Linked DNA regions of Mus musculus: regions 1, 2 and 3 are each linked to region 4. Evidence: chromatin contacts called from public HiChIP or PLAC-seq data. All regions are on one chromosome and are shown on one strand. Each heading gives the region's core, a stretch centred on a gene start, on an enhancer-like site or on the middle of the called end of the contact. The rest is flanking DNA. Distances are from core to core; before and after follow the strand shown. Region 1 has its middle 14 kb from the start of Gm36060. Region 2 overlaps Siah3 (siah E3 ubiquitin protein ligase family member 3). Region 3 has its middle 19 kb from the start of Erich6b. Region 4 overlaps Lcp1 (lymphocyte cytosolic protein 1).

Evidence for each region. HiChIP or PLAC-seq counts read pairs in DNA pulled down with a chosen protein or histone mark.
Region 1: a contact with region 4 is called in an H3K4me3 HiChIP or PLAC-seq map of embryonic basal ganglia, with 3 times the contacts expected there. The contact joins two enhancer-like sites. A contact is called at or near these places in 3 of 39 promoter capture datasets (embryonic stem cells, hippocampal neurons and liver), 1 of 484 Hi-C or Micro-C datasets (nephron progenitors) and 2 of 115 datasets of contacts at active chromatin or transcription factors (embryonic basal ganglia and embryonic stem cells).
Region 2: an H3K4me3 HiChIP or PLAC-seq map of embryonic basal ganglia shows a contact between it and region 4, with 2.6 times the contacts expected there. The contact joins two enhancer-like sites. A contact is called at or near these places in 3 of 115 datasets of contacts at active chromatin or transcription factors (VIP interneurons, astrocytes and embryonic basal ganglia) and 1 of 9 other capture datasets (embryonic stem cells).
Region 3: an H3K4me3 HiChIP or PLAC-seq map of embryonic basal ganglia shows a contact between it and region 4, with 4 times the contacts expected there. The contact joins two enhancer-like sites. A contact is called at or near these places in 7 of 39 promoter capture datasets (the C10 cell line, the HPC-7 cell line, cranial neural crest and 4 more), 2 of 484 Hi-C or Micro-C datasets (cerebral cortex and embryonic stem cells) and 2 of 115 datasets of contacts at active chromatin or transcription factors (astrocytes and embryonic basal ganglia).

The regions. Positions count from the first base shown.
Region 1 is chr14:75,565,133-75,569,469 of GRCm38.p6, forward strand. No RefSeq gene overlaps it. Among named protein-coding and RNA genes, the nearest start is that of Gm36060, 14 kb to the left of the region's middle. Within about 2 kb of position 1,454, at least 31 of the 459 cell types and tissues checked have an H3K27ac peak or open chromatin away from gene starts, as enhancers often do. A contact at or near this core is called in embryonic basal ganglia, where this site is marked.
Region 2 is chr14:75,516,111-75,520,686 of GRCm38.p6, forward strand. All of the region lies in intron 1 of Siah3 (siah E3 ubiquitin protein ligase family member 3), which reads left to right. Gm35966 (a long non-coding RNA gene) reads right to left here. Exons shown (of 3, transcript XR_001781402.1): 3 at 3,308-3,595. Among named protein-coding and RNA genes, the nearest start is that of Gm35966, 7.4 kb to the right of the region's middle. Within about 2 kb of position 1,296, at least 78 of the 459 cell types and tissues checked have an H3K27ac peak or open chromatin away from gene starts, as enhancers often do. A contact at or near this core is called in VIP interneurons and embryonic basal ganglia, where this site is marked.
Region 3 is chr14:75,620,567-75,625,222 of GRCm38.p6, forward strand. No RefSeq gene overlaps it. Among named protein-coding and RNA genes, the nearest start is that of Erich6b, 19 kb to the right of the region's middle. Within about 2 kb of position 2,500, at least 9 of the 459 cell types and tissues checked have an H3K27ac peak or open chromatin away from gene starts, as enhancers often do. A contact at or near this core is called in embryonic basal ganglia, where this site is marked.
Region 4 is chr14:75,217,904-75,222,493 of GRCm38.p6, forward strand. All of the region lies in intron 14 of Lcp1 (lymphocyte cytosolic protein 1), which reads left to right. Among named protein-coding and RNA genes, the nearest start is that of Cpb2, 22 kb to the right of the region's middle. Within about 2 kb of position 1,773, at least 18 of the 459 cell types and tissues checked have an H3K27ac peak or open chromatin away from gene starts, as enhancers often do. A contact at or near this core is called in VIP interneurons and embryonic basal ganglia, where this site is marked.

The DNA of each region.
Region 1 (4,337 bases), core at 204-2,703, 350 kb after region 4:
CTGCTGTGAGGACAGAAGGAAAGAGCTGGCCCTAACAGCAATGGTGAATTGCTGTGCTAGTCTTGACCCGACTGCCTCTGAAATGTTATGTGAGAAAGGAAAATATCAATTTTAAACAACTGTCAAGAGTTCTATTACTCTGAGCCACAATAGCCCCAATCAAAACAGGCAACAAGGGTCACAGCACAGCCATGATAGTGGCAGGTAGTGGAGTCTGGCATCAGAATCAACTTCGATACAAGAAGAGGAAAAGGGGAGGAGCTTAGTCCTCTCTCTGCACTAGGGATGCTGGGGCAGATGCTCTGACTTCCAACTTGGCCTCCAGTGGAGAAAAGAATGTGGGGGAGACAGATCTTCTTTGGAATCCATGGGCCTCATTACTTGGAGGGAGGAATTACTTTTGTCTTCTTTTAATGGCACGTTCAAAAGCCTTTGTTGATGCTCATAGCATCGTGTCTAGTTGCCTTGCTGAAGAGCCTCTTCGTATTTCTCCCGGGATGTCCTTAGCCAGCCGCAGCAGTCACTAACTGTGGGGAAAACGCCTTAAGTGTTAGAGTGCATAGGCCACAATGGGTCTCCTGGGTTTGTGCCCAGCCTCTTACCAGTCCCGCTCCTCATAGCAGCAGCACTACCCAAACACACCACAGGTTTTAATCCTCCGCTGGGTGAATAGTGGCACAGCTTCTGCTCCTTGTGTTGATAGATTACTGTGGAAATAGCAGAAGCTTCTACAACTCAGCCTCCTGAAACCTGGGCAGCACAGCTCAAGAGAGGAAACATGCGCTCTCCCTGCCACCCTCCCTCTGGTGCTGGCAGCCAGCCAGTACCATTGTCCAACACTCCCTGTGCTGATGGGGGAGCTGTATCCTCAGGTTCAGCAAAGACGATGCTCACAAGAACGGCTTTGCCTGATAAATTGCCCTGCAGCCAGAAGAGCTGGCGCGCTAATTTAGTGCTCGCCTCTCATCAGCTGAAATGTTTTTATTTTTGGAGGGAATAGGCTGAGCTATAATTATTATTGATCTTGGAGACAACAATCAGAGAAGGCTTGCGTGTGTCCTCAATGAGCAGGGCCAAAAATAGATGAGGTGTCCTGTTGTTCTTGGCCAATCCTAGCTTCTTCTTGCCCTCGATTGATCTCATAGCTGACTTGCCACTTAGAGAACCAAATTAAGTTCTACACAGAGAATTTGGGTGTCTTAATCCTCACCCTCCCACACCCCATCAGCATTTAGAGAGAAGCCACTGGGGTCTTGGCCGTATTCTCTTAGAGAAGGCCTCACCTGACTGGCAACAGATGGATGCTAATGGGATATTTATTTACAGAGTAAAATTAAATTGGAGCTGCATCTTAATGCACAATTTACATAATCAGCTTTGTTCTGAACTGATGAGCTGTTCTCAATAGCACTTGGGACCTTTCTGTCACAGCTGTCTCAAAGCAGCAGCCACTGAGAATGGAGATTAAGTAATTTCCAAAGCTAGAAGTCTTGATGATGCTCTATTATCCCATCCTGGTAGACCTCGTAATTTCTCTAGATACTGGCACGGGATCAAAGATTCATGTTAGTTTCTTGCCACAATATGGGATCAAAGGAAAGATGTTTAATTTGCAATGAGAAAGGGTTAGACACACAGGCAGTCTCTACGCCCACCCTCACTTCTGTAAAACGGATTTATAACGCCTCCAGCTCCCCACAACACTCATATTTACTAACGTGCCAGACTGTGTGCTTCGTGAACCTGGAGGATGAATTTCACTGTCGTACCTTGTGTGCATGATTCTGGTTCAGGGAGAAGCAGATCACAGATGAGCTAAGGCCCTACCCTGGAGAGCTGGAAGGAACAGATACTCCAAGAGACAGCAGAATTATCAAGCCTGGATCCTTAATAAACAAGTCGTGTTAAACTGTTACCTTCACACCCCTATACCAGCACAGAGGGCACTAAATGCTTAACACTGTTCATCTTTCCGAATCCACTGGCCAACTCTGTGAAGGCTAGCATTATTTTCTGAGAAAAGTCCTAATAACAGACACTTGCTGAAAATTCAAGTGCTCTAAGTATGCTTTAGACCCAGGTTTCCTGTACCTCTAAGATAACTATGATTGCTCTCCTGTCTTTTGCAGTCCAGAAAATCGAGTTCCAAAGCAATTAAATAAGTATCCCCGAAACTCCTAACTAATTAAATGAGATAGCCAAAACTTAGACTTGGTCTGTCTGGATCCAAAATACAAAGCACTTGCACGCTGGGCCACATGAACCCTCACATGGCAAACACTGTAGGCCACTCTATTAGCAGAAGTCAGGGCCCCTTTATTAACAGAAATAAAGGATGTTCAAAATGAGACCTCCATCCCTTGGAGCTATAATTCCTAACCTTGAGCATCAGGCAAACACTCCAAGTCCTTACAAGGAAAACTGATCTGAATTATTTATTCCTCCTGTCATTTACTCGTCACAAATGGTTCCTTCCAAAGTGTGCTGCAGTTAGAATACAATGGGGAAATCAAAATCCATTTCCCCCTGAGAGCCAGCTCTGTAGAACCGGATCTCAACAAACCTGGGACTTTGTGACAACTGGTTGTCAAGATAAGACTAATTCTAACAGTGTTTTGTATTCATGGAATCTGTTCCTAAATTCCACTGGGGTCATTAGAGACCATCAATGCAGTAGGGGGAGTATTTCAGTGGGACTCAGTCATCTAAAGGCTGCCATTCAGTGTGTGATCTTAGGCTCATAGGCATTTCTTGATGGTCTAAAAGGCTACATCTTGTTTATACTTAGCAGTCTAACTCCTCTATGCACTCTTGCTCTGGGAAGATCCACAAATACTCAAGGACAAGATTGTGTGATGGATAGATTCACGACTTAACTTATCCCTGTGACAGAACACCTGACAGAAGCAACTGGGAGGGATAGATGTATTTTAGCTCATGGTTTCAGGGTGGTTCGTCCCATCATTTATGGGGAGACGTAGCAGTAGGAGGAGCTCAATTCACGTTGGCAGGCACATGACGCAACTGGTCACGTTGTGGCTGAGGTGGTTTACATGAGAAATGTCCTCTAAAGGCTCATGCATTTGAACGCTCACTTCCAAACGATGGAGCAGTTTAAGGAGTTTTAGAAAGGGCAGCCTTGCTAGAGGAAGTACGTCACTATAAGTAGACTGCAAGATCTCATAGCCTCACCCACTTCCAGTTCATTCTCTCTGCTTAGTACTTGCCCTTGGGGTGTGAGTTCTCGACTTTCTGCTCTGGCCACCATGCCTGCCTGCTGCCATACCTTCCTACCAAGACAGGACCTTATCCCTTGCAACTATAAGCCCCAATAAATCCTCCCTTCTGCAAGTTGCCTTGGACTCAGTGTTTTATCACAGCAACAGAAAAGCATCTGATAAGACAGACCGGAAGCAGAATACAGGACAGGGAAGGAGACAGAGTCAATAGATCCCAAATGACCCACTTCCTGTGATGTGCTTCTACCAGCCAAGCCCCGACATCCTCCAGATTAGTTCTACAGCTTCCTAAATAGCACCATCAGCTGGGAAGCACCATCAGCTGGGGAGATAAAATTAGGGCCAGTTGGTCTCACTTTGGGACTTTCTTATTTCCCATTCGTGGCCCTTTTGCTGGAGGCTGGAAGTCTACAGTCTTCAGCTTAGCACTTCGCAGCATTTACTCATAATACACCCATCCGACCAGCACTGCCTCTTGAAGCTTTGCTAAAACTGGCCTCCTTTCTCCCCTCTCCCCAAGGTCCTCCTTCCTGCCTTACGCTCCTGAGCACTAAACATTTAAGTGACCTTTCTCAGAGAGATTTTACTTTTTCATCTGGACTGTCTAGAGATCTAGCACATAAGTTTCAATGTTTTTCTGATTGGTTACAATTTCATACCAAGGCAGAAAGCTGGGAGGGAGATGGCCATATAAGCAGATAGAAGAATGACTCCTAAAAGGATATGCCCACACTCCAACTCTCAGGGCCTGTGGAAATCACCGTATTTGAAAAGCAGGTCTTTGTAGTTCTAACTAACGTGGGCTCTCGGGATGAACTCATCCTTATTTAACCAGGTGGGTCCTAAGCCAGTGGCAAGAAACTGAAGAGAAGAGATAGCCCAAAAAACTATGGAAAGAGGAAGCGTCTGAGGTAATGAAGCTACAAGCCAAGGCATGCTTGCAAGCTGTCCCATGATGGGAAATACCAAGAAGCACTGCCCCACACACATGCACACACATACACACACATGCACATACACAGACACATGCATGCACACACTGACACACATGCATGCACACACACAAGCACATACATACATACACACACATACACACAC
Region 2 (4,576 bases), core at 46-2,545, 300 kb after region 4:
TGCTGGGGGTGGGGGGGGATTGGGTCTCTCTCTCTCTCTCTCTCTCTCTCTCTCTCTCTCTCTCTCATTCTTTGGCAGTGCACCCATAGTGCATTTCAGTCCTTTTCATTGCCCTCCCATCTCCCTTGCTCTGTAACCTTCTCTACAACAAGGTCCCTCCCACTCCGTGACTTCCTTTTACATGGGATCCACTCATTCCGTTAGAGTTGCTTACAGGAAATGGGTAGGTAGCCTTTTGGTTTTGGTTGTGGTTTTCTTTTCTTCTGACGCAAGAGCCACTGCTCAGTGGCTACACCCATTGAAGAAAGTGACATATTCTCCCCCAGCAACAATTAACTGTCAATAGTTCCTGCCCATGAAGTGGAGGGCCTCCTCCCACCCATGATGAACTGTTAGCTGGACCAATCTTGTACATATAACCACAGTTGATGAAAGCAGTGGCCATGTCACGTCCAAAAGATGGACTTCTGCCCATCCCCCATCCTCTGCTCGATGTCCCCTGAGCCCTGGAAGGGAAATGCAGTGTTTAGGGGAAAACGCTCCACCATCACTTACTCTTGGCGCTTGGATCAGTAATGAGTCTCTGCCTTAACTGCTCCTCTCTGCTCACAGAAGCTTCTCCGAGCGAGGCTGAGAACAGCACTAAGCCATGGTTATAAATACGAGTATTGAAAAGGCAACTTGAGCCTTTGAGACAGGGTCTCACACTGTAGCCCAGGCTGACCTCAAACACATGGTGATCCGTTTTTGCCTCAGCCTCCCAAGTGCTGGAATTACAGTATGTAATGAAGTAAAATCTGAACTCTTAAAGGTATACAGCTACCAAAAGTCCCATCTCAGAGGCTGGGTACCAGATATTTAGAGAAGGAACTTTCAGGACCTACTCACCAAATGAGGAATTTTGTCTGACTTCCCTGGACTGATTCTCACACATCACAGAGAGTCCATTCTTAGCATCTGTTACACTGATTGACAGGCCACTAATTTCCCCAATGAGAACCCATGCGTAAGTGTTAATTAGCAGCATCTGGTGTGAATCAGAAATACAGATACCAATTGAGGCAATTGTACTCATTATCTCTGGTGTATGGTCTTTCCCAATAAAACGTTAGGTGATCATGCTGAGGTGTGAATTCCCGAACCAGGCATCAGCAGCCCCGGGAGCACGGTGTTAAAAAGTGTATGCATTTAGATCTGTGTGAACATATTTTAAAGAAGAATGCAGGCATGGTCCATGGCCCACAGGAACATGTCACCCAGCCATTCACTGAAATTCAGCTGAGCGCTGAATCTGAGGACATGAGGGAGAGTGTGCGCTACACTGTGGTGACCTGTCTCCGTGACAAAGGCTCAGTGTGCCTTCTCATCCGGCTTAGCTAGCTTACTGTCTGTGAAGAGTTCCCATGCCCCCCACCCTGCCCTCAGGCTTGTGATGGTCACAGCCACTGCAGGTTTTGAGGAAAAGAGAAACAGAGAAACCAAATGAGCAACATTTAGCTTTTCCCTCTGCCTGTCCTTCCCAGAAACAGAAAACATCTAAACACTAAAGCACCAAGTCGCATTCATTCTGACGTCTTGGATGACCTGACTGTGAACATGGGGTCAGGCCTTGACATTTGTCCCATTCTTTAGTCCTTGCCCCAAATGGCATGCCACTCAACCTGTTTGCTCTCTCACTCTTGAACAAGAGGCGTTGGCAACATTGAATCTGTCTCCTCTACGAGGGTTCAGTCCTCAGGTCACCAGCATGCACAAACATCAGAGCATCATCATTTAAAGCCGAGCACAGAATCCTCTTTCTCTTCAAGTAGCCCAGTTCCTGGAGGTGAGTGGAAAGGAAAAACAACCCATTGAGTGATCCTTCTGACCACGGGGATCAGAAGTTGCAGAAAAGGGTCACAGATAATTCCAAGGACATATTTCCTCTTCTGAAGCCAGGATTCAGAGGGACAGCCGTTTCCACCAACCATAGGAGTGTGGCTGATCAAATTAAGAAATGTGTTTTAAAATTCAATTACACCCTCGGTGGAAATAGCCTCACTAATGGCTGGGGATAGAATTATACCCAGTCTATAACGCCTAACATTTCTAAACCCAATTTTGTGCATTATTCTAAAGGTTAATTCAAAATCCCTCTTCCAAATGGGAAGTTAGACACAACCAATGGAAGGAGGGCATCCGCTGACTGACTGAGGGTTTATCAGCGCTAAGAGTTCATTAGTTTTAATTAGCGTAATCACTAATGTTGCATTAACAGTTTAGTGAAGGAAAGTAATTACTCACACATCCACTGTATTAGATGGGAAGATTAGAATTCATTTTCCAAAAACGATTAGCATTTTGCCAATTAAACGAATCCCTTTTCCGTGCCAGCAGCCCTGTGACCTCCCTCACCCAAGATCATTTAAATGAAACATATTCTGCATCAAAAGATGGAACGGGGAGAAGTGAGGAATTAAGGCTGCATTTATTTCAGGTTCTTTCTCAGAGTGCAGAGTGTACAGGTCTCCATGAGTTCATAATACCCTTCCCTATTTGCATAGTCATTTGCTTCAGTCTCCTCTGATTGTGCCCTTGTCTACCACGTGACACCGAAGCAATTAAAAAAAAAAAAAAAAGCTAGTGATGGCAGAAGATAAAACCAAAAGCAAGTGACCAGAAAGACAAAGTGGAAGTCGTTCGTCGCTTGGGTTTGATAGCAGGACAGGGTAGGGATGTTCTGCTGGCCCCGTTCTGAATGCCGTTTGGAGCAGGCTCGTCCAATTGCCTTAAAAATGCCTTGCTACCCATGGAAGCTTCTTAAAGCTAGCAACCGAGTCTCTTGAGTCTCCTGCTACTCCCTGCTTGGCGTGGAGGTCATTTCGGCTGTAGCTTGGCTTACAAGAACTTAGCGATTTGACCTCAGTACACACCATCTATACCAGATTGGTCAGCCTCTAGGAGAGCTCTCAACACTTCTTCCAGTGCACCCTGTGCTCTCTCTGGCTTCTCTGATGCTTCTGTTCTTGCTTAGACAAGCCACCTTCTTCTGTCTTCACTCAGCGTGATGTCACCTCACACTGATGACAGTAACTACCCCTCCAGTGTGAACTTCTAGTGCCCCGTTGCATGTGGTCCTCTTTTAGTACCCATGGGACTTCCTTTCAGAACCCCCTCTCCTGTGAATACTAAAGACCTTGAATTTTAGTATTGTTTTTACATAAGAAATTTGAGCATCTGTTATACAAATAGTCTAGTATTTTCATATAACCCACTGTCTCAAAATGCTGTAAAATGTGGCGGAAAGCAAATTCCTGGAAACCCAATGGAAAATGTTCTAAGATGTTTTATTTATTCATAAACAGCAAAAAAGCAAATAAATGGTGAAGGGGGCACGCACTGGTTCACACACACTCTCCTTCCTTACTAGCCCTTCCAGTCTGGCGGTAGCCTAGCTCCTGGCAGCGCGCAGGTTAATGCGACTCGGTGTTTCTTGCATTAGGATCCTCCGGAGCTGTGCAGGAATTGATATCTAAGTGGCGGGTGTCTGCGAGAGCATTCACGTGGGGTCCACGCAGATTATTTCTCAACATGATGTTGTCTCCACTGGGCCCTCCTGAAGCAAGCAAGTTTGCCGTGCCAGACATGAGTTTTTAAGCTAAATTCAGGGCGTTCAACACGTTATTTCATGGGCTTCTTTATCACTTGTGCGCACACACACACACACACACACACACACACACACACACTATGGCCTGGTTTTCATAATCTAGGGCCTTGGGCGAGATCTATGGGTTGCCCCACCAAGGGCTTGGGCGGTGGGCGTGAGTTGTTCATTATCACTAGTGCCCACTCTCCAAGGCTTGGTTTTCATGACTCTCTGTGGCCGTGGGAAGTGCAGGGCTGAAGCTGCTGACAGCTTTTACAGGGGGGGGGGATCCTTCTGGGGCTATGTGCTCTTTACACCCACCAACCTCCTCCCAAAGGCTTTAAAGCAATAGTTCTCAAGCCATGGATCGCAACCCTTTGAGGGTCAAAGGATCCTTTCACAGAGGTTGCCTAAGACCATCGAGCATAGATATTTACATAACAATTCATAGCAGTAGCAAAATTACAGTCTTGAAGTAGCAACAAAAATAATTTTATAATTAGGGGAGTCACCACAACATGAGGAACTGTTATTAAAAGGTCTCATCAGGAACTTTGAGAACTGCTGCTTCAAACATCTATCTCTACACTATACATTATTAATAGCTAATGGAACACACATACTACCCAGAATGGAGAAGAAGATAGAACACAGATCGGAGAGAGGCAAGTGGAATATAATATACTCAGAGATGAGGCTCTTGGGTCACTCTGCTGTCTTAGGCCAGCACTGGGCCAGCACTGGACCCACCCTGGGGCAGCCTAGACCAACAGCAAGATTGAGGCCTCTGAGATTTCATGGTGGCTAGTGTTCAGCCAAGTGGCTTCCCAGTGTGAAAGTTAATCCCCCAAGACAGAGCAGCAAGTGAGATCCAAGAATCAAGGTCATTAAAGGTCACTAAGGTTTTCATTCCTATCTAAATGGTGGTATAACAGTATTTCTTGCTGG
Region 3 (4,656 bases), core at 1,250-3,749, 400 kb after region 4:
GAAAGAGGGTGGGAGGGAGAGAGAGACAGAGACACAGAGAGAGAAAGAACAATGTTTGTAGAGAACAAAATCACCTTTAAATAAATGATTTTTCCATCAATGATTTTTCATTTTGGAATAGCCAGTCTCTGAGATCTCTCTGCGTGGAAATCCCTATTGAGGAAGGTGGATCTCCTTGGTGAGAAAGCTGATTAGCATGCCTCATCAAAGATCAGAGAGCATCCACAGCAAAGCCCGCTCTCTGGGCATCAAGCTGCCTCTGCCTCCCAAGGCGAAGGTCTCCATCTTTAAAACAATGAGTGTTCTTCTGTGTCACACTCTCATTATGGGTGTCAGGGGGACAGTGTCTCTGACGTGTCTGCGCTCCTTGGGGGACAGGGCTCTTTAACTATAATTACCTTTATTGACAACAGCAGCAAGGAGCTGTTGCAGGCTTTTCCTGGTACAATCCCTTGCCCTCTTGCCCGGTCCAGCTTCTCAGAGGTGATTGGAGCAGATGATAGATTCCACACACGGGCTTTTTCCTGCTGCTAAGGAGGCATGCCTAGCCTTAGTTTCAAGAAAAGACCAAATCTTCATACAAACGAGTACTCACACATAAAAAGAAAGGATTGAAGAAGGCTGAGAAGAACAAACCATTACCACTGCCAGTAAAGAAACACCTGACCTCTTGAAAGTCAGCTGCTCTAATCTCAAGACAGTCATAGCTGTGTCATTCCCAGGGGACAATGTACTACAGCAACACAGACCAGGCAGCGAAAGCCTCAGATACCGGAGATGTTCTGCAAAAAGACAGAGACTCTCCCTTCCCTAGTTAGCAGTGCTTGCTTGGGATTCTGTCCTTTGTGCTGGCAAAAGTGAACGATGTGCCCATCACCCTTTGAAAACTGTGTATACTCAGAATTACTCAGAACTTAATTACCTAAAGGAGAGGCACAAAATCCAGTTGAATATGTTTGGCCCAGGGAGTGGCATTATTAGGAGGTGTGGCCTTGTTGGAGTGTGTCAGTGTGGCGTGGCCTTTGAGACTCTCCTCCTAGCCGCCTGGAAGACAGTCTGTTCCTGGCTTCCTTTGGATGAAGATGTAGAACTCTCAGCTCCTCTAGTACCATGCCTTCCTGGATGCTGTCATGCTTCCTGCCATGATGATGGACTGAACCTCAGAAGCTGTAAGCCAGCCCCGATTAAATGTTGTCCTTTGTAAGAAGTGCCTTGGTCATGGTGTCTCTTCTCAGCGATGGAAACCCTCACACACTAGTCCACTACCCTTTACTCTGCGTCCTACAGCGGGTCCTCTCCTTTCCTTTACGTGATGTCAGATGCTCACAGACAAATCCCACTTCTGGGAGGTTCTAAGGCTCCCGGACCTGAAACATTGTCCTTTGCAATCCAAGAGATGTTTGTGTCTGAATTTTTGAAGTATGCTGCTTTGTCACTGTTTCCTTAGCATTAAAACATTTCGTTAAGGCTGGAAAGATAACCAATGGAAGTCTGCAGAAGCTGCTGAAACGTAAAAGATTCCCAAGGCCCCTTCCAATGGTTACATTAGCAGTAACAACTGCTGGGACAAGAGACCCTTCGACTGGCTGAGCCTCCGAAGCTCCGCAGTGAGCTCCAAGCATCATCACCAGGCAGGGGTGGGCTGCTCAGTGCTGCAGCTGTGCTGTAACCCATCACCCACACTTCTGTTAGTCACCCCAATAAGCTTTCTGCTTGACCAAGCTACTTCGGGTGGGATAGTTTTCCTGTTTTCAGGGGGTGTCCTATCTGGGGTGCAGAGGCTTTTGATAGCATCTCCCAGAACTTCCTCAGAGCGCACACCTCTGTGCCTTTGCCCAGCCCCTTGGTTTAGATTGTCTTTCCTCAAATTTTTCCAGACATCAAAGAACATTCGAACAAATCCTAAAATCAGATGCCATTCACTCTCTTCCGGAGAAAGCACATTTGCCTGCAGCTGTTAAAAAGTCTAAGCACAACCACGGGCAATGTTAGCCATGTCAACACAGCAGCAGTGGTTTACTGAAAACTTCAAGAACCAAACGAGGTGAGATGGTTTCTAAGTCCGGTCAGGGGAGACTGCAAAGCCAAAGTCAAAGGAAGGAAGGAAGGAGGGAGGGAGGGAGGGAGGGAGGGAGGGAGGGAGGGAGGGAGGGAGGGAGGGAGGGAGGGAGGAAGAGAGGGAGGGAGAAAAAATTTTAAAAATACATAACACGAACACTGTTTCAAGACTTATCTGGCTACATAAGCAATGTATATGGTACTTAGCATTTTGCTTCTACTGGGGTATCAATGAATGCCAGAAAAGACGATTTCAAAATATCTTAAACTCAACTGCAAATTTGCATTAACACTTAGGAAAGAGGAGGGGAATAGACAGTGACAAATTCTCTTGGAGTCTTGTAGATTTTTTTTTTTTCCAAATTGCTGGTTTGAGACAGCTCATCATCTTTGTGAGAACATGAACTGCAGGCTTGTCACTCCACTCTGGGCTAATACAAGCTGAGTGATTATATGCGTCTTCCCTCCCCAATCAACAGCCAGACTCCTGTTCCCTGCTATATGGTTAGAGCCAGAGAAAAGTCTTCTCAGGGGACTAATGAAGAACTGTCGAGATCAGGGCTGTATGACTGAGTAATGGCGGGAGGGCTGCTAGAGAGAGGCAGTACCTCATGAAGTGAGTACGAGCCTTGCTAACCGAGAGGCATCTAGTTGATTGACGGTCCCTCATGCCCAGCGTGAGCCTAATAAGATGCTGCTCTTGGTTGCTTCTGTCCCCTGGTCTATGCTCAGGAACCACCACCTGCCTTCCTCTAAGACTAGGCTCAATTCAAGCCATCATTTAAATTAGGGGTACACCCCCACCATTATCCCAAATACTTTGAAAGAGATCTAAGACTACAAGCCTGTGAACTCCGCTATAGGAGTCATGTCAACCTGACTCTTACCTGCCTATAAGAAAAATCAAATTATGCTTTGTTAGAGATAATCCCATAGCTGTACTACAGTGACTGTGCCTGATCGGGGAAGCTGAGCAGGGTTAGGCCTGCTTGATAAACGGATGAGAGGAACAGTACAAATAAGAAATGATTAAGTCTTTAAACGTTTTTTATTGTTGTTCTTTTATTTTTGTTTTGGTTTTTGAAACAAGGGTCTCATATATCCTGGACTGTTCTCAAACACGTTGAGTATCTCAGGATAACCTTGCCCCTCTGTTCCTTCTGCCTCTATCTCCTGAGTGCTGGGATCACAGGATGCTCTTGAAAACTGCCCTTGTCCCAAATGGTCTCCTCCTCCTTTCCACATCCATGTCAGCTGCCAATGATTGTTCTTCCAAATCAGCTGCTGCTGTCAATCAGCACATCCTACGGTAGGTGGGACTCGATTACTTCCCGGGTCCTTCTGCCTCTGAATTCCAGTGTCAGCGTTCCCCTTTGATTATGTGGAAGCACATAACCACTGAGACAGTCCTGTCAGTCACACCTGCCCTGACAGGGCTGCCATGCCAGGCTACCCTGCCGAAGGACTCCTATGCTTGCTGCTGTCAGGGAATCGGGATGGTGTGGCCCACGAGGAAGGAAACTGGCCCAAATCTCTACCACAAGTTCTCCCAGCCCCACTTCAGAATTTGGTTTTGTTGTGTCAAAGCCTATTTGGTTGTGGTGTTACTGTTTCTCATTAAAAAACAAACAAACAAACAAACAAACAAACAAACAAACAACAAAAGACACGGATGTAATAGCCCATACCTTTAATCCCAGCACTTGGAGGACAGATCAGAGGCAGGTTGATCTCTGTGGAATCCAGGCTATGCAGGATTACATAATAAGACTTCCACAAATAACAACAACAACAACAACTATCTCTTTCTATCATCTTAGAGCCTATGGGGTCCTACTGAGAGCAGAACTTCTGGATGAAAAATCCATCTCAAGGACTATGGGGCAAAACCAGTTTTGCTGTTTGTAAATGGCACGTCTGGGACCAAATGGAGCACATGCTCTTCTCTGTGTGTGTGCGTGCATCTGTGTATAGGTGCACACATATGTGTGTGTAGAGACCAGAGGAAACCCTCAAGTTCAGTTCCTCGGGGGGTTACTCACCTTAGGAGGATCTCTCCCTGACCTGGAGCTTGCCAAAGCAGCCTGGGTTAGAAACATGGGCCAATGGGCCTACATTTTGTTTTGTGTGGATGCTGCGAGTCAAACCCAAGTCCTTATGCCTTCAAGGGAAACACTTTACCCCACATGCTCTTCTTAAGATTTGATGGTGTTTACTCTTGACGTGTATGCATACAAATGGGAAAGGCCAGCATGGCACATCCTGTTAGCAGATAACACAAAACCAGACTGATCCGAAGAAATATGAGCACCCTTCTGCTGAGGCCATTGGACAATTGGAGTTCCAATGTGTCCAATGCCTCAGCAGAAGGGTGCTTCATACCACTGTTCCTGAGTATCACACGCACACACACACACACACACACACACACACACACAAACTACTGCCATGGCTGTGTTAACTAACATCTGTAAAACTGGACTATTATCTGTGTGCCACAGGCTAGTCCTTAGCCGGCCCCCTGTGCTCATTCTTGCCACACTGCTGAGAATCGTATTGATTGTTAAAAACAAAATTAACGTCCTCAAAATTCATTGC
Region 4 (4,590 bases), core at 523-3,022:
ACACACTTGACTGAAAGTCCCCAAGGGCCAGACTCACCAGTATATAACTCCACGAACTGTTTCTGAGTTCCATTGCTTTCACATGATCTGAATTCCAAACAGAAAGGCTTTGGGTACTGATGGCTTTCAAGCAAGTCATTTTCACTGGTGTAAATACATTTTCTCGTGGATTATGATATAGTATAACACTTATATGTTTTACTTTAATGATAAGAAAACTTAAGCAAACTATACTATTGCTATTGTAAATTTCATACTTTCTAGAAATCACCCTGGGTTGTGACATATGTTCTGAAAGTATTATTAGTGGTCAGGGCTGGTCTGGGTGTTTCCAAGCTCTTGGGTTCTTACTCAAGGAATTGAAAGAAAGACTCACACAAGTTGTTAAAGTAGCAAGAAAGCATATTCAAAAGTGAACGATAGTATAGATCAGAAAGAACTATGCCATTGAGAAAGGCAGCAGGCCACATGGGTGAGGGAGCTCAGGGGGCCTGATTATTATTCGGGGCTTCGTTTTGAAGACACAGGGGGAGGAGCTTTCTTAGTAGGGCCATAGTTTGAGTAGTTCTTTATTTTGATTGACAGGTTTAAGTTACATAAAGTGTGTGTTTGTTTATTGATTGTTACTACACATGCCCCTTTCCATATACATCTTTATCTTAATCTTAGCATTCTCAACCATGCACTGATGTGGCAAGGCAAATAGGAGATTCTCTCTGGAAGTTCTCTTGAGGACAGTTTGTCTTATTGCCCGTGTACCCAGATCCAATCTAGGCCAGATTGTCTTACCGGGACATAATGGAGCATGACTGAAAGGGTTTGTCTGTGTTTAACCATCAAGGGAAGAAAAAGCTCATTCCACTGTTCAGAGATGGCTGTACATGAAGCTCAGGATTAGGCAGGGTCCTGGATTACCAACAGATTGCTAGCCATGTTGTTTGGGGAGGTGTGTGTGTGTGTGTGTGTGTGTGTGTGTGTGTGTGTGTGTGTGTTATGTACAGGTAAGGGTCTCAGACTGCCAATTGCGTTATTAGGAGTGGGGTTTGTTCATAGCCCAGACCAAGCGGTGCTCCAGGTTGTGAAACTATTCTCTATGCTCACCTCAGAAGTTTCAACCACACATGGCCCCAGGCCTTCCTATAGGGCTGAGATAATATACAAGGTAAGGTCTGTCTGCTACTGCAGCTGACTTCCCCCAGATGATCAGTGACAGTCCTCACAAGTGTTTATTACAGAAGATTTCTGCATACAAGGAGGTAGACAGAGAAATGCATTCCTACTGAAGGAGGGAAAATGCCTGGTGATTATGTAAATGGGGCCAGCAGGGATTTGTTTTTGCTTTGTTTTCTTTTCTTTTCTTTTTTTTTCTTTTTCTTTTTCTCTGCCTGCCACACAGTAACAGATCTATTCAATTTGCATCCAGTTCTAGGTAGAATTTATTTCACTTGGATTGCACAGATATGCTAATTTGGTCATTCATCAGGACAATAAATGGCTTGTCATTTTGCCTAAGCCTCCCATTCCCCCTCCCATAGCATGGAAATCATTCTAAGCTTGGACAGCTGGCAAGTAATGTATAAATTAGGAGACCAAAGCTTCCACCAAGCACTCTGCCAGGAGATGGCAATGGTACTGTGAAGCAGGAGAGCAGACTCCAAGGCAGGCAAGTGACAATATCACCTACAGCCACACAGGCTATGGACGGGGACTTTGGACTAGGTCCCCAACAAACAAAAACCACACATGGTCCCTCTTATCAAATGTTAAATAACTAAAATGAGTGTTGGGTGTGGGAAGGCGGGAGAGCAAGTAAGGGATAGCACGACTTCCCTGGCCTCACATAGCCACGCCCCATCGCTCCTCCTTTGTTGAGTGAGGAACTGGCTGGACCTGGGGCTCACAGTGCTATTTCATTTGGACAAAGTCTTTTCAGTGCAGTGTGTTTTGCAAGCACCAGCAGGATTGAAATCTTATCAGTAGTGTTCCAGCTAATAGCATAGTCACCCTAAACATGTGTGATAATAAAAAAAGTGTGTGAGTGTGTGTGTGTGTGTGTGTGTGTGTGTGTGTGTACACCTGAGTGTAGGCTAGAAGAAGGTGTTGGATCCCTTGTTCCTGGAAGTACAAGTGGTTGTAAACCACCTTGTGTGGTTGCTGGAAACTAAGCCCAGATCATTTGGAGAAACTAAATGTGCTATGGTCCACAGAGCTGTCTCTCTGGGCCCCTGTTTCACCAACCATCCCTTGCTGAAATGTTCACTGGGCAAGAAATTCTTGAACATTGTCTCAAATGCAAACAAATCAATACATATGCTAGCTATCAAAAAATAGAAGGCTAATTATGCTATAACACACCATGTTTATGAACCTACAAAAGTCAGGATCTTTTTCAAACTAGGAGTATTTTTTGTACCTGGATGAACAATTGCTTACTGCACTGTCTACCTGAGATTACAGCCCAGTTCTAGTCTTTCTTCCCTTTGCCTTTTTCTTACAAATCTGTGTCTGATTCCATGAAGTTTCTGTACCCCACTAGAGGTGGCCAAGAGACTGTTATATAACTCATCAGAACTCTATGCTATCATGAGAGGTTGTTCTTAAGACCAGAGTACCAGAAGAAGTCACCTCAAAAGTGCCCACAACCCAGGAAAAGGATCTCTGTTCTTTTGTTTGGGTTCTAACGGACAGATCTTTGCATAGAGGTTGGCTTCTCCTTGTAGCCTTTAATACCCAAGGTCAAGAGAATGGGAGAGAACTCAGCTTCTGATTTCTTGATTTGATCAGTAGAGCAGAACTGGGTTTCTGACAAGGGGAGGTGCACATCTGGAGTGACAGAAATGGCCATGAGGTTGTGTTTAGCTTGTTCTATCAGGTTACATATAGGAAAGACTTCATGAGGTAATCACTGACCAACCATCCCTTGCTGAAATGTTCACTGGGCAAGAAACTCTTGAACATTGTCTCAAATGCAAACAAATCAATACATATGCTAGCTATCAAAAATTAGAAGGCTAATTATGCTATAACACACCATGTTTATGAACCTACAAAAGACAGGATCTTTTTCAAACTAGGAGTATTTTTTAAGTACACCTTAGACTTAAATCCTGAGTGCTCGTTATTTCCTATCATGTCGGTCCCATTTTTAATTTATTTTTCTTTTTTAGTACAAACAAGCATCTCATTCCTCTTCTTGCATTTGTTTTACATATTTTACTCACCAATCTATGGTTTTATTTACTAGATGCCCAGCATGCACTAGGGACCCTGCTTATTCCTTGAAAACATCATAAGTAGACACAGACCTGTCTCCATGGGAACGTGGTAGATGCTGTCTCGGTCAAAAATTTTAAGAAACAGGCTTGAATCAAGCTTAATAATTAATGCACAGCATGGTTTGGGAAAGAGATGCTTGAGTTGGACTGGAAATATCTCGGAGATTGGACCTATGAACCAGCAAGCATAGATAAATGGTAAAGCAAGAGGATGCACGGTGTGGATAGTGTGGTGGGAAAGCTGCTACTGGTTCTGTTTAGTTGAAGCATATATTCGTGTGTGCTGAGGATGAGGGAGGAAGAGGAAATTGAGAACGTCCTAGGAGACAGTGAGCCAAAGTGTGAAGGGCTTTGTGTGCCGTACTGGGAAGGTTGACCTGAGTCACTGTGCTGACATGACCTCAACTGTGCTCTCAAAGGAGTCAGTGGTGTGGTGTGGGGGAAGAATGCAATGCACTGCAGCGGGGAGCTGATTGCCAGTTCAGTGAAGGTGATTGATTGATTGATTGATTGATTGATTGATTTTGCAAAGAAAATCTTCAGGTGAGGCGAGGTGTTGGCTCACTGGGTAAAGTGCTTGCCATGCAATCACGAGGACCTAAGTGTAGACCCTGACTGGGAGCATGGCTACAGGTGTCTGTAAAACCAGCGCTGGTGGGGCTGAGCCGGGTGGTGGATCCTGGGAGCTCAATGGCCAGTCAGCATAACTAGCTAGCTAAACCCACAGTTGGATGAGAGACACTGTCATTTATATGACAGGAAAACAGTGCCAACCTCTAGCCTTCAAATGAACATACCTGAACACACACACACACACACAGAGTGGGGGGAGGCAACTGAACTCCTATTAAAAATAAAATTGGGGCTGGACTGATAGCTCAGTGGTTAGAGAGGACTGGTTTGGTTCCCAGCACCCACATGGTGGTTCATAACCATCCATAACTCCAGTTCCAGGGTCCCAACTCCCTCTTCTGACTTCCCCAGGCACCAGGTATGCTTGTGGTACACATACATACATACATACATACATACATACATACATACATACCGTCGAACATTCATGCACATAAAATAAGTAAAATAAATCAATTATTTTTAATTCCAAAAAGATTTTAAATAAGAAAAGCATTTTAGACCATCTCTCCTATTTTCAATGGCAGGAGGCTATGTTAGCCTAGAGCAAGCCAGGTAACACTTTAACTCCAGGGTTTAAACTTGAAATCCCAGTGGGCAAATGTGTGAATATTGTGCTTTGTGTAGACTAACCAGAGCAAGTGGCAGGACAGATTGTGTAAGCATAATTCAAGGCACCGGT